2 separate regions of the Oryctolagus cuniculus genome follow, and region 2 is linked to region 1. The links are chromatin contacts, called in public Micro-C maps. All regions are on one chromosome and are shown on one strand. The core of a region is the stretch at or near the end of the contact, and the rest is flanking DNA. Distances in the headings are between cores, read along the strand shown. Region 1 holds the start of SOCS1 (suppressor of cytokine signaling 1). Region 2 holds the start of NUBP1 (NUBP iron-sulfur cluster assembly factor 1, cytosolic).

Region 1 (5,616 bases), core at 523-3,022:
CTGCCACCCCCCCAGACCCAGGCTGCCTCCCCGGAGTCCAACCCACCGGCCTCCCAGGGACGACTCTGGCCCAAAGTACACACCGTCCAGACCTTTTTTCTTTAAAAAAAAAAAAACTTTCATAATAAAGTTTATTACCTAAACTGGCTGTAAAAAATATAAAATAGGATTCTGCACAGCAGAAAAATAAGGCCAGAGACCCTCCCCCGGCCCCTGGTTTGTGCAAAGATACTGGGTCTATGTAAACATGAAGAGGCAGGGGTGCGAGTTCAGGTCCTGGCCCCAGATCCGGTTAAATCAAGCTGCTACACCAACCAGGGGGCCCAGAGGGAGCCCCAGGAGGGGCGCGCCCACCCCCCACCGCTCCCTCCGGCCCGGCGGGAGGGCACCCATATGGTTCCAGGCAAATAATTATAATAATAATAGAAATAATACGGCGGGCACCCCCCACCCCGTTAATGCTGCCTGCACGGTAGGCGCGGCCGGTCAGATCTGGAAGGGGAAGGAGCTCAGGTAGTCGCGGAGGACGGGGTTGAGGGGGATGCGCGCCAGGTTCTCGCGGCCCACGGTGGCCACGATGCGCTGGCGGCACAGCTCCTGCAGCGGCCGCACGCGGCGCTGGCGCAGCGGGGCGCCCAGCATGCGGCGCGGCGCCGCCACGTAGTGCTCCAGCAGCTCGAAGAGGCAGTCGAAGGTCTCGCGGCTGCCGTCCAGGTGGAAGCGGCCGGCCTGGAAGTGCACGCGGATACTCGTGGGGCCCGAGGCCATCTTCACGCTGAGGGCGAAGAAGCAGTTCCGCTGGCGGCTGTCGCGCACCAGGAAGGTGCCCACGGGCTCGGCGCGCAGCCGCTCGTGCGCGCCGTGCACGCTCAGGGGCCCCCAGTAGAAGCCGCAGGCGTCGAGGAGCGCGCTGGTGCGCGTGATGCGCCGGTAGTCGGCGTGCGAGCGAAATGTACGGAAGTGCGTGTCGCCAGGGGCCGGGGCCGGGGCCGCCGGGCACGGCCGCGGGCGCGCAGGGGCCGCGGGCGAGGAGGAGGGAGAGGAGGAAGGCTCCGGCCGCCGTCGGGGCTCTGCTGCCGAGGAGACTGCATTGTCGGCTGCCACCTGGTTGTGTGCCACCATCCTACACGAGGGGCCAGCCGGAGGGGAGGGCCATAGCGTCCGGGGGTGCGCTGGTGAGGAGACAGAGGCAGTGAGCCGGCGCGGCGGCCGCGCGTGGGAAGGGGAGGCGCGCGGCTGCAGGGAGCCTCGGTGGGCTCGTCTAGAACACGGCCTTTTCAGGCACTCCGCCCGTCCAGGCACGGGGAGTGGGGGGCGGAGTCCAGCTCCGCGCGGGGCGTGGAGAGGGGTGCAGGAGAGAAGCCCGTCCCGGCTCCGGCTGTCCGGCCCGCCGCTCGCCGCCCCGCGGCCGCCGCCTGCTGGCCAGGCAGGGCACTGGCGCCCGAGCTGGGCGCGCTGGGCAAAGGCTGGAGAAAGGACTGCGCTTTGGGAACCCCGCGCGCGCGCGGGGGGCGGCCTGGGTGGGGCCGGCCGGCGGGGACCCGAGGCATGGCGGCCGTTACCCACCGAAGCCGGCCCGGCTCCCGGGCGCCCTTTTCCTCGCCTTTCCTCCCTTTTCCCTCCCGCCTCCTTGCCCAGTGCCGGGCTCACCTGGCGGCGGGGCGCGGAGCGCCGCGGGCGGGGCGGCAGGGGGCTCCGGGGCGGCTCTCGCGCATGCTCCGGGGCCGAGAGCCGTGCAGCTGCCACGGCCGCAGCTCGCTCTGCTCGGCGCCCGCCCCTGCACCAGTCTTTTAACTGGCCTGGTAGGCGGGGCTGGGCGCCGGCGGAGGCCCCGCCCCTTCGGGCCCCGCCCCGCAGGCGCCGCCCCCCTTCAGGCGCCGCTTTCGGTTTCTCTTTCCGCGGTGGCGCCCAGCTTCTCTTCCACGCTCCCGGGACACCGGGGCGTCCTCGCGCCCGTCCTGCACCCCTCTGCCGGAGGCCTCTGGCCCCACCTCCCGAATCTTCTGGGCGCTTCTCGGAAGCCCGCTTCAGAGCCGGCGTCCCCACTCCTGCCCTGCTCCCGCCGGCCCCGGGTCTCCTCCGTGCCCTGTGCGCCGCCTGCGCTGGTCCCTACACGCCCCGTCCCCCGCGGGCTCTGGGCGCCAAGGCTCTGCCCTTGGCTCCCCTGCAGGCAGCCCCCGTAGCTCTCCCCGACCTTGTGGTCCGAGCTGTCCCTGCTTGCGCTGAGGCTCGGGGAGGGGGGACCTCGCGGCTCTGCGCCCCTGTCACCCGCCCCCGGGGTCCCGCAGTGCCCAGCCCCTGCTCGCGCTTCCCAGGAAGCGGCTGCTTGACCACAGGCTTCAGAAGAACCCAGCGACGCCGGCCGCTGAGTTCCTCGGAAACCGGGCGCGGCTGGGCAAGGTCCCCAGCTGTCTCCGTCCGCTTCCGAGCGCTCCTGCTGGCGACAGCCGAGGAAACTGAGCCGCCAGGGAGGGCAGGGCAGGCCCCGATCCGGCGCCCGCTCTCCCCATCTTCATTCCGGGGAGCGGGGCAGCTGGGTACCTTCAGACTGCACTGTGAAAGGCAGTTTTCCAGTGGGAAAACGGGGCCTTTTCAGGTGTGCGGGCTCCAAGCCTCTGGGTACCTGGGCCTCCCCTCCCCGCAGCCACTTCGCAGAGCGCTGCACTTCACAGTCCGCCCCCTCCCCAAACGCACAGCCGCATCCTGGGCTGGATATGGGGGGCGGGGGTAGGGCTGTGATTTGTGCAGGTGTGTGATTTAGTGACTCTGTCGGGCAAAGCCACGGACAGGAGGGGTCCCAAGGAAGGCCCCCAGGCTGGGGGCTTGGTGACCGCCTCCCGCTGGCACACACTGCCCTCTGCAGGCGGCTCTCGGGCTGCAGCCCAGATGGCTCCTCTCCTGGAAGCTGGGCCCTCCTTCCCGCCTCCCTGCTGGCGCAATCCCCCAAGCACAGGCCAATCCTGTGTTTCCTCCTGGACACGACCCACCGGGTCTGGCCCAGACACAAGCCGGTGAGGAGCCCCATCAGCTCCTGGAGGTTGTGTGTGTCTGAGGCTGGTGGTGGTCTGTGGTGTGCCCATCCGTGTGATCCCGGGTGTGTGTGTGTGTTTGTGCACACGCACGCGCGCAGGCACACGTGCAAGGGGACCAGAGAGAAGATGCAGAGCCGTGCATATGCCAGGGGTCCGGTGCTGTGGATGGAGCATCTGCTGGGGGGGGCGGGGGCGTAAGATACAAAGCTCGGTCAGAGTTCAAAGCTCGTCTCTGGGCCCAGACCCAGTTCCAGTGCTGCTGCTCTCCAGCCTTGCGGCCCCGTGCCTGTGACGAAGCTGTCTGCTGGAGACGGGTGAGAATGGAGGGGCTAGCCGATGGCGAGTGACTGTGCGTCGGGTGCTCACCCCAGGGGCCGCACGCACATGCTTCGTCCTTTGTGTTTTCCTAGTCCTGCCCCAGGGGCATGGCTGAGGGGGCAGATGGGTGCTTCTGGGGGTAAACCAGACCCCCTTCTCACCTGAGCTGGGGACAGGTGGTCCAGGGCCAGAAGAGGCAGCCAGGCAGGGCGGGCTCCTGAGCTTGCGGCGCTCACTGGTGCACAGAGCTCTGTACGTAGCTAATGGCCCATACGCCCATCCTGTCCCCTGTGGTGGCCTCAGTGGCTGCTTGAGAGCTACCCCCTATGCTGGGGACTGGGACCACCCCCTCTTGTCCCTCCCACTCCCTGGTGTCTCCCACCCATCCCATGCACCCTTGCCTTCATCTGCTGTGACCGCTTGGCCAAAGCTGACTGTGCTCACTGCTTTACATCCTGAGATCATCGAATTGACATCAGAATCCAGTTGACCCATTGCACAGAGAGGAAAACTGAGACTCAGAGGAGGGAGTCACTTGCTTAAGGACACACAGCTCAGAAGGGCTGAGCAGGGACTCAAGTCAGGCTATCTGACCCCACACTGCTCGCCCTTGCCCTTTGCGGTAGTCTCATTCTCCACTCCCCCGTTCCTGGTGGTCCCCATCCTGGCATGTCTGCTGGAAAAGCAGTGGACACCGAATACCCCAGACAGACCCCCCGGGCCCTGAGCTGACCGCGAGGGGCGCGCAGGGCTGCCGGCTTCCCTGCAGTTTATCACGCTGGGGAGGTTCCAGGTCGTGGCCTCAGCCGCGGCATTGACGTGGCTTTGGATCCTTGTGAGTCTCCGTTTCCTGGCCTGCTGAGCAGGCCTGGCCCCTGCTCCACCCGGCCAGGTTGCACAATTGCTGTGTGACAGGCACAAGCTGCTGCGTTCTCAGAGCCTCCGCTGACAGTCACGTGACTTTGCTTTCAGTTTCTGAAGTCCTGAGTTCAAAATGAAACTAAATCCAGATGCCGCAAGGGAAAAAGACATTGGCGGATTGCCAAGCATCTGTCCCCAGGCCATTGTTCCCGGAGGGGTGCCAGGCAGCGGGAACCCCTTGGGAGCTCAGACTCCAGAGCAGGACCCGGCCTGCTCTTTCCCAGCTAATCCCTCTGCCTCTCGGGGCCTGGTTTGCCCATCTGCAAAATGGGCTCTGGAAAGTTTGTGCCTCCTGGAGCAGCAGGGCATGCAAAGCCCAGAGCAAAGTGCCAGGCGCTGAGCACAGGCAGGGGCAGCCCAGGGTGTGGGACGCCCCTGCCCCCTTGCAGGCCCTGCTGGCCCAGCACTGAGGGGCCCAGCCAGCAGCTGGAGACCATCAGCATCTTGCCCTGAGGAATCCAGTTTTTCAGTTTCTCTTTCCAGCTTCGGCAAGGTCCTGCCGGGAAGAGCAGTCCCTGGGCAAGGCAGTTGTGCGCCTGCGCTCTGCCCCAGTGCTCCTCAGCCTGCCTTGTCCGTGACGCAGCGCCCAGCGAGGGTCCCCGGAAGTCCGTACCCTGGGAGCCCTGGGCTGTGGGGCTCCGAGCATCCGCTCCCTGAGCTGACATCTGTCCCTCCATAGAGCATGCGGCGAGGAGCAGCGTCTTGGCTTCTTTGTGCCTCAGTTTGCTCGTCTGCAAAGGGGGAGTGATAGACCTACTGCACTCTCAGTACTTACGCAGCAGGTAGGTACAAAGTACCAGCTGTGTGCCAAGTACTGGGGACTTGAAGGTCCTCGAGCAGCCCGAGGGAGCCGTCTCAGACGATGCTGAGGCTGTGCTGGAAAGAAACAAGGAGAGAGGGCGCAATGTGGGTGAGCCAAAAGACCGGGAAAGCCTCCTGGAGGAGGCCGTGTTGACAGGGAGGTCTTTGTGAGAGAAGGAAGGAGAGGTCCCGGGGCCGAGGGGATAGCCAGTGCCAAGGCCCTGTGGCAGGGCTGACTGGCGTGCCTGAGGACCACCAAGGAGCCAGGTAGAGTTGGTGTAGAACCAAGGCGTGTCCGAGTCTGGTCAGTCCAGCAGGACCCTGTTGGGCAGTGGAGGGACACGGGACAGCCGTCACAGCCCGGGAATCACCATAGGATTGGGTGTGGGGAGGGCCCTCTGGAGTCCCAGCACTGTGGGACACACCCCTGCAGCGGGAACAGGGACAGTCCCAAGGGAGGGCTCCATAGGGAGCATGGCCTGGGGGTGGGGGGGGAGACTGGCCTGAATTCTGGGGCTAGCCTCCCTCCGTTCCCCAGGCCCTG
Region 2 (5,669 bases), core at 1,508-4,007, 400 kb before region 1:
TAGATATTTTTTACTGGATCCAAAGGCAGAAAAATTCTCTACTTACTTCCTGATTGCCTTCATCATAAGTAGGGGAAGATCGCCCCCTAATGGTGCAATCCAGGAACAGCAGGTGCCTCCTGTGTGTGTTAACCGTCATCTCACAGGACGCTGGGACTGCCTGCACCTGTTTCCAATGTCCCTGTCCCGCTGAATCAGCACCAGGTTTTCAGCCAGTTTGGCCCAGGTTCTAGTTTTGTTTCATCTACTAATCTACCGTGTGATTGGGTGACTTTTCCCACACAGGCCTCAGATCCCCACTTGTAAATGCGGGTGAAGGATGTGATCTCTGAACTACACCCCTGAGTTTACTCAAACACAAACATGGATTGCAGCTCTGCCCTCTGGGAGCTCTGGGCGCCGTGAAACACATTCAATGATTTTATCCCCCCAGCAACCTCGTGCAGAAAATGCTTTTATCTCCTTATTTTACAGATGAGCAAGCTGAGGCTTGGAGACATGAATGATTTGCCCGGTGTGGTTCTGCTCATAAGCACGAGGCAGCATCTGCACGTGTCTGGCTCCAGAGCGTGAGCTATAAACCCCAGTGCATCTGCTCACCCGCCTCACCTGTCCCCACGAGGCACTCTTGGTGCCATGGGGAGACTGAGCTTAAAAACACGCCCAGACCCCACCCCCAAGACCGCGACTGAATTGGTGTGTGCGAGGACCCGGCATGCTTTGAAACTCCAGGTGATTATAATGTGCAGCTGGGTTAGAACACCCTGCTGGGGGTGGGGGTGGGGGTGGGGGTGGGGGTGGGGGTGGGCATTCGGCACAGAGGCTAAGACACCACTTGGGGGGCTGGCGCTGTGGCGTAGCAGGTAAAGCCTCCACCTGCAGTGCCGCCATCCCATATGAGCACCGGTTCAAGTCCTGGCTGCTCCGCTTCCGATCCCGCTCTCTGTTTTGACCTGGGAAGGCAGTAGATGTCCCAAGTGCTTGGGCCCCTGCACCCTCGTGGGAGACTGGAAGAAATTCCTGACTCTTGGTTTCGGGTCGGCCCAGTTCCAGCTGTTGCAGCTACTTGGGGAGTGAACCAGCAGATGGACGATCCCCCCCCCCCCCGCCTCTGCTTCTATGGAACTCTGCCTTTCAAATAAATAAATAAATCTTAAAAAAAGAAACCCACTTGGACATACGCATCCCACATCAGAGTGCTTCAGCTCAAGTCCTGGCTCTGATCCTAATTCCAGCTTCCTGCTGAGGCGCACCTGGGAGACAGCAGAGATGGCTTGAGTACTTGAGTCCCTGGCTCACGTGAGAGCCCTGGACTGGGTTCCTAGCTTCTGGCATTGGGCTGGCTTGGCTCTGTCTGTTGCAGGCATTTGAGAAGTGAACCAGCAGATGAAAGCGCTCTTGTTCACTCGCTCGCTCGCTCGCTCTCCCTCCCTTTCAAATAAATAAAAAGAAGCCTTGCTATAGAAAGTATGCGCACTTGTCTTCGTGCAGATTAAACTTCAAACATTTCAGGAGTATAAACACACTTTAAAAATGGACAGACTTTGTTTTTAGAACAGTTTTAGGCAAACAGAAAACTTAAGCAGAAAGTTCAAAGAATCCCCACATAATCCCCTTCTCTCCCTTGCTTTCCTCTGTTGTTACCATCTTGCGTCAGTGTCGATGAACCAAGGGCAGAAGGCTGGATTAACTGAAGTCCACAGTTCAGTTTACCTTAGGGGTCGCTCTGGCCAGTGTACATGCTACAGGATCTGACAAGTGTACAATGACATGAACACGCTGTGACAACATCACACATGGTACTTTCACTGCCCTAAAAACCCTCTGCCCTCCAACTACTCCTCTCTCCTGCCCTCTCCCTCTCCCCAAACTCCTGGCAACCACTGATCTTTTCGCCGTCTATATAGTTTTGCAAATTTATTTTTTAATTAAAAATGTTTTTAGGGGCCAGCTCTGTGGCCTAGTAAGTTAAGCTTCTGCCTGTGACACCAGCATCCCGTATGGGTATCAATCCAGTTCCCTGCTGATGGCTTGGGAAAGATTTTCCAAATGCCTGCCCTGCACCAGCATGGGAGAGACCTGGAAGCAGCTCCTGGCTCCTGGTTTCGTGTCACCCCAGCTCCAGCCATTGAGGATACTTGGGGAGTGAACCAGTGGATGGAAGACCTCTCTCTGTTTCTCCCTCTCTCTGCCTAACAAGTAAATAAATCTTTATAATTTTTTTTTTCAATTTAATTGAAAGACAAAAAAAAAAAAAAAGAGCTCTTTTGCTGGTTCTCTCTCCAGATGCCTGCAACAGCTGAGGCCAAAGCCAGGAGCCTAGAACTCAACCTGGGTCTCCCACATGGGTGGCAGGGACCCAGACACTAGAGCCATCCTCTGCTGCCTCCCAGGGTGCACATCGGCAGAAAGCTGGCATCAGAAGCGGATCCAGGACTCTAACATGGAACATGGGTTCCCAAGTGGCATCCTAATGCTATGACAAATACCTGTCCCCAAAATTTATTTTTGAAATCATTTTTACATTTAGCTGCTTGAGTCTTCTGGTACTTAATTCTGTAAATTTCAAGCAATAACTTTTTTTAATTTTGTAGTTTTACCATCTTCAACTGGGGAGACTAAAGTAATAATTTCTTTCAAGCTCACAGAACTAAGTATCATGGGCAATTTGCACAAAATTTCCAGTGCAGATTTTTATTGTTTGGAGTGCTCATACTCAGGAGGATACGGAATAGAAACGCAAACTCAGACTTTTTTAAATTATTTATTTATTTATTTGATACAGTTACAGAGAGAGAAAGAGATCTTCCATCCATTGGTTCACTCCTCAGATGGCCACAATGGCCAGGGTTGGGCCAGGCCACAGCCAAGAGCCAGGAGCTTCATCCGTGACTCCCACGTGGGTGGCAGGTGCCCAAACACTTGGGCCATCTTCCACTGTTTTTCCCAGGCCATTAGCAGGGAGCTGGATCAGAAGTGGAGCAGCCGGGACTTGAACCAGCACCCACAGGGGATGCCACCATTTCTTTTTTTTTTTTTTTCCAGACATAGCTCTACCCACTATGCCACAGCGCTGGCCCCCACAGTCAGACTTTGGAACACATGTATCGGGAAAGGAGAGGACAATGAGTTCCATGGGCCAGGAATGGCTCTGTGAGCTGCTGCTCAACCCTCACGGGTCCCAGAGGACTGGGTAAAGGCCGGACAGGGTGGACTTCCCTGGCCGATGGGCCCGTGTAAGCCACAGAGACTTGGACCGAGGTGCCGGGGCAAAGCCAGCTGTTCAGTGGGTCGAGTTCAGGGTTCCTGGTGGCATTCAGCAAGAACTGAAGCCGGAGGATGCAAATGAGTCCAGGAGGCTACAGAACACGATGTGAAAATCAGTGCTTGTGCTGGGGCCATCAGGAGCCACTGATGGTTAATGAGCAGCAGAGTGACACAGATCGACATGTGTGGGGAGCTGGGGGCAGGGGCGTGGCGTGAGGATCGTGCAGACATCACTGTGAGGTCAAAAACGGCACTTGATACACCTGCTGGGGCCAGCAGAGTCTGTCTGCCCAGCCCTTGAACCTGGGCTGCCCCAGGGTGCTCTGAGCAACAGAACCTGATGACAGGGCTGTCAGTTCCCAGTCTCGCCCAGCTGCCCCGCAGAGGTGCTCAGGCTAGCCCACGGGGGGGGGGGGGGGGGGGAGTAGGGAGAGGGAGAGGGAGGGAGGGGGAGAGGGAGAGGGGGAGGGAAAGGGGGGAGAGGGAGGGAGGGAGAGGGGGGGAGGGGGAGAGGGACCGCATTTCTGCTTTTCCGCTCAGGCTAGGAAGGACGTGACCTCACCCCGCAGGCGAGACGGGGGTGGGCGGGGAGCGTGGGCGGGGAGCGAGGTGAGAGGTCGGGCTCCTCTGCTGGGACTCTGCAGCGTGGCACACTCACTCGTGGCTGCCCCTAACCAGGCCTCTGCACCGAGGCGTTCCAGCGGCGCCTGCGGGCTGTGCGACCCTGGGCGAGGCACTCAGCCTCTCTGGGCCCAAGGTGCTGGCCGTGGGCACCTGACACAGTACTGCTGAACAAACAGGACCCGCATCCCTGGCGCCTGGGGCGGGTGAAGTCCGATCTCTGCTCCAGGCGACGCCAAGCCCTAAGCCAGGCTGCTCGGGCCGCAACGGGCATGCGCAACACGCAGACCTTGGCCTCTGCACACCGGTCTCCACCGACCGCAGCCCGCGGGCGGAGGGAGGGTGAGAGCCAGCAGAGGCCCAAAGCCGCTGGACTCGAAGCCAAGGGAGACGGGGGCCGGCCTGAAGGGCGCAGGCTGCGTACTGGGGGCGGGGGGCTGGCCCAAGACAAACACGGTAGCTTGTTATAAAGCATCGATTAAATCGCTTAAGGCTCCAGGAAAAAGGAGAAACAACCCCGGAAGGTCGAGAGAGTTCCTTACAGAGCACCCCCGGCCCCCGCCGCGGCCAGTAACGACGCCCCCGACGTGGCACTGAGCGCCCCCCGTGGGACACATCCTCCACGCGTGCTCCGCCCCTCCCCCCCCACCTTCCCAAAACTCGGCCTGAAGCGAATCCTGGGACAGGACGCAGGCCAGACGCCCGGAGCGCACGGGATCGCCTGCAAGCCCAGGGTCCGGGCTCTGCAGAAGCCAAGGACCGACGCAAGGCGACACGGGGCGGCGTGACCGTGGGCCCGGGGCTGCAGCAGCTCCCGCGCGCCGGTGTCCCCGGGGCCCCAGACCACCGCGCCCCCAGCCCCGGGCCACCTGCTTCTCCGAGACGCAACCTCTGGGGGCAACGCCTATGCCTCCCTCACAAGCAAGCAAAGGGGGGTCACGGAGAACGGACCCCCCTACCCTCGGGAGCCGCCTTCTCAAGTTTTACCGCAGCCGCACCTAAGTTCCAAACCCGCCCACGGCACGTTCCGCGCGTGCGCACAGCCCTCCTCTCCCGACACTTATTTCGCGCGCCTGGAGGGGCAGATTGGGCCCGCCGGGCGGAAATGCGCCTCGGCCGGTTCCGGTGACCGGGTCGGCGGCCAGGGTGGCGGCATGGAGGAGGAGGTTCCTCACGGTGAGCTCGCAGAGCGCGCGCGGGCGGCAGGGCGGAAGCGATGCGAGCTGTTCTAACTATAATCCTGTCTCCGCGCAGACTGTCCCGGGGCTGACAGCGCCCAGGCGGGCCGAGGGGCCTCCTGTCAGGGATGCCCCAACCAACGGTTGTGTGCCTCTGGGGCTGGCGCCGCTCCGGACCCGGGTAAGGAAGGGACCAGGCCTGAACAGGAAGTGAAAAGCGCAGGCCCGGAAGTGGGGAGCCTGGGGCGGGAGAAAGTGGGCGGTAGTAGTCGGGGCGGGACCTGAGGGATGAGTGACAGGCGCGGGCTAGGAGGTAAGAGTGTGGCGGAAGGGGCGGGGCCAGAGGAGGCGGGGCGTGGAGTGGGTGGGGTGAGGGGCGGGGCTTGAGTGGGCGAGGCCTTTAAAAGGCGAAAGGCGGGACCTTAAGGGTCATTGACAGCCGTGGAGTCCAAAGGCACGCTAAGAGGGGCGGGGCTCCCAGGACGACGGGGCGTGGCCAGAGGGTTGAGTGACAGAAACAGATTGCAGAGGGTAGAGTAGGTCGGCGTTGAAGGCAAGGGAGCCCTGGGGCTTAAATCCTGGCTCTGCCGCTTTAGGCAAAAT

The links. A called contact is a pair of places that touch in the nucleus more often than the background predicts.
Region 2: a contact with region 1 is called in a Micro-C map of ear pinna, with 6 times the contacts expected there. The contact joins the promoter of NUBP1 here to the promoter of SOCS1 in region 1. A contact is called at or near these places in 2 of 6 Hi-C or Micro-C datasets (ear pinna and an unstated tissue).

Annotation. Positions count from the first base shown.
Region 1 is chr19:25,344,270-25,349,885 of mOryCun1.1, reverse strand. It overlaps SOCS1 (suppressor of cytokine signaling 1), which reads right to left and starts at 1,772. Exons shown (of 2, transcript XM_008257720.4): 1 at 1,651-1,772; 2 at 90-1,172. The coding sequence starts at 1,122. The coding sequence ends at 487.
Region 2 is chr19:25,741,722-25,747,390 of mOryCun1.1, reverse strand. NUBP1 (NUBP iron-sulfur cluster assembly factor 1, cytosolic) reads left to right here and starts at 2,757. Exons shown (of 12, transcript XM_070065006.1): 1 at 2,757-3,653; 2 at 4,381-5,064; 3 at 5,143-5,247. The coding sequence starts at 5,043.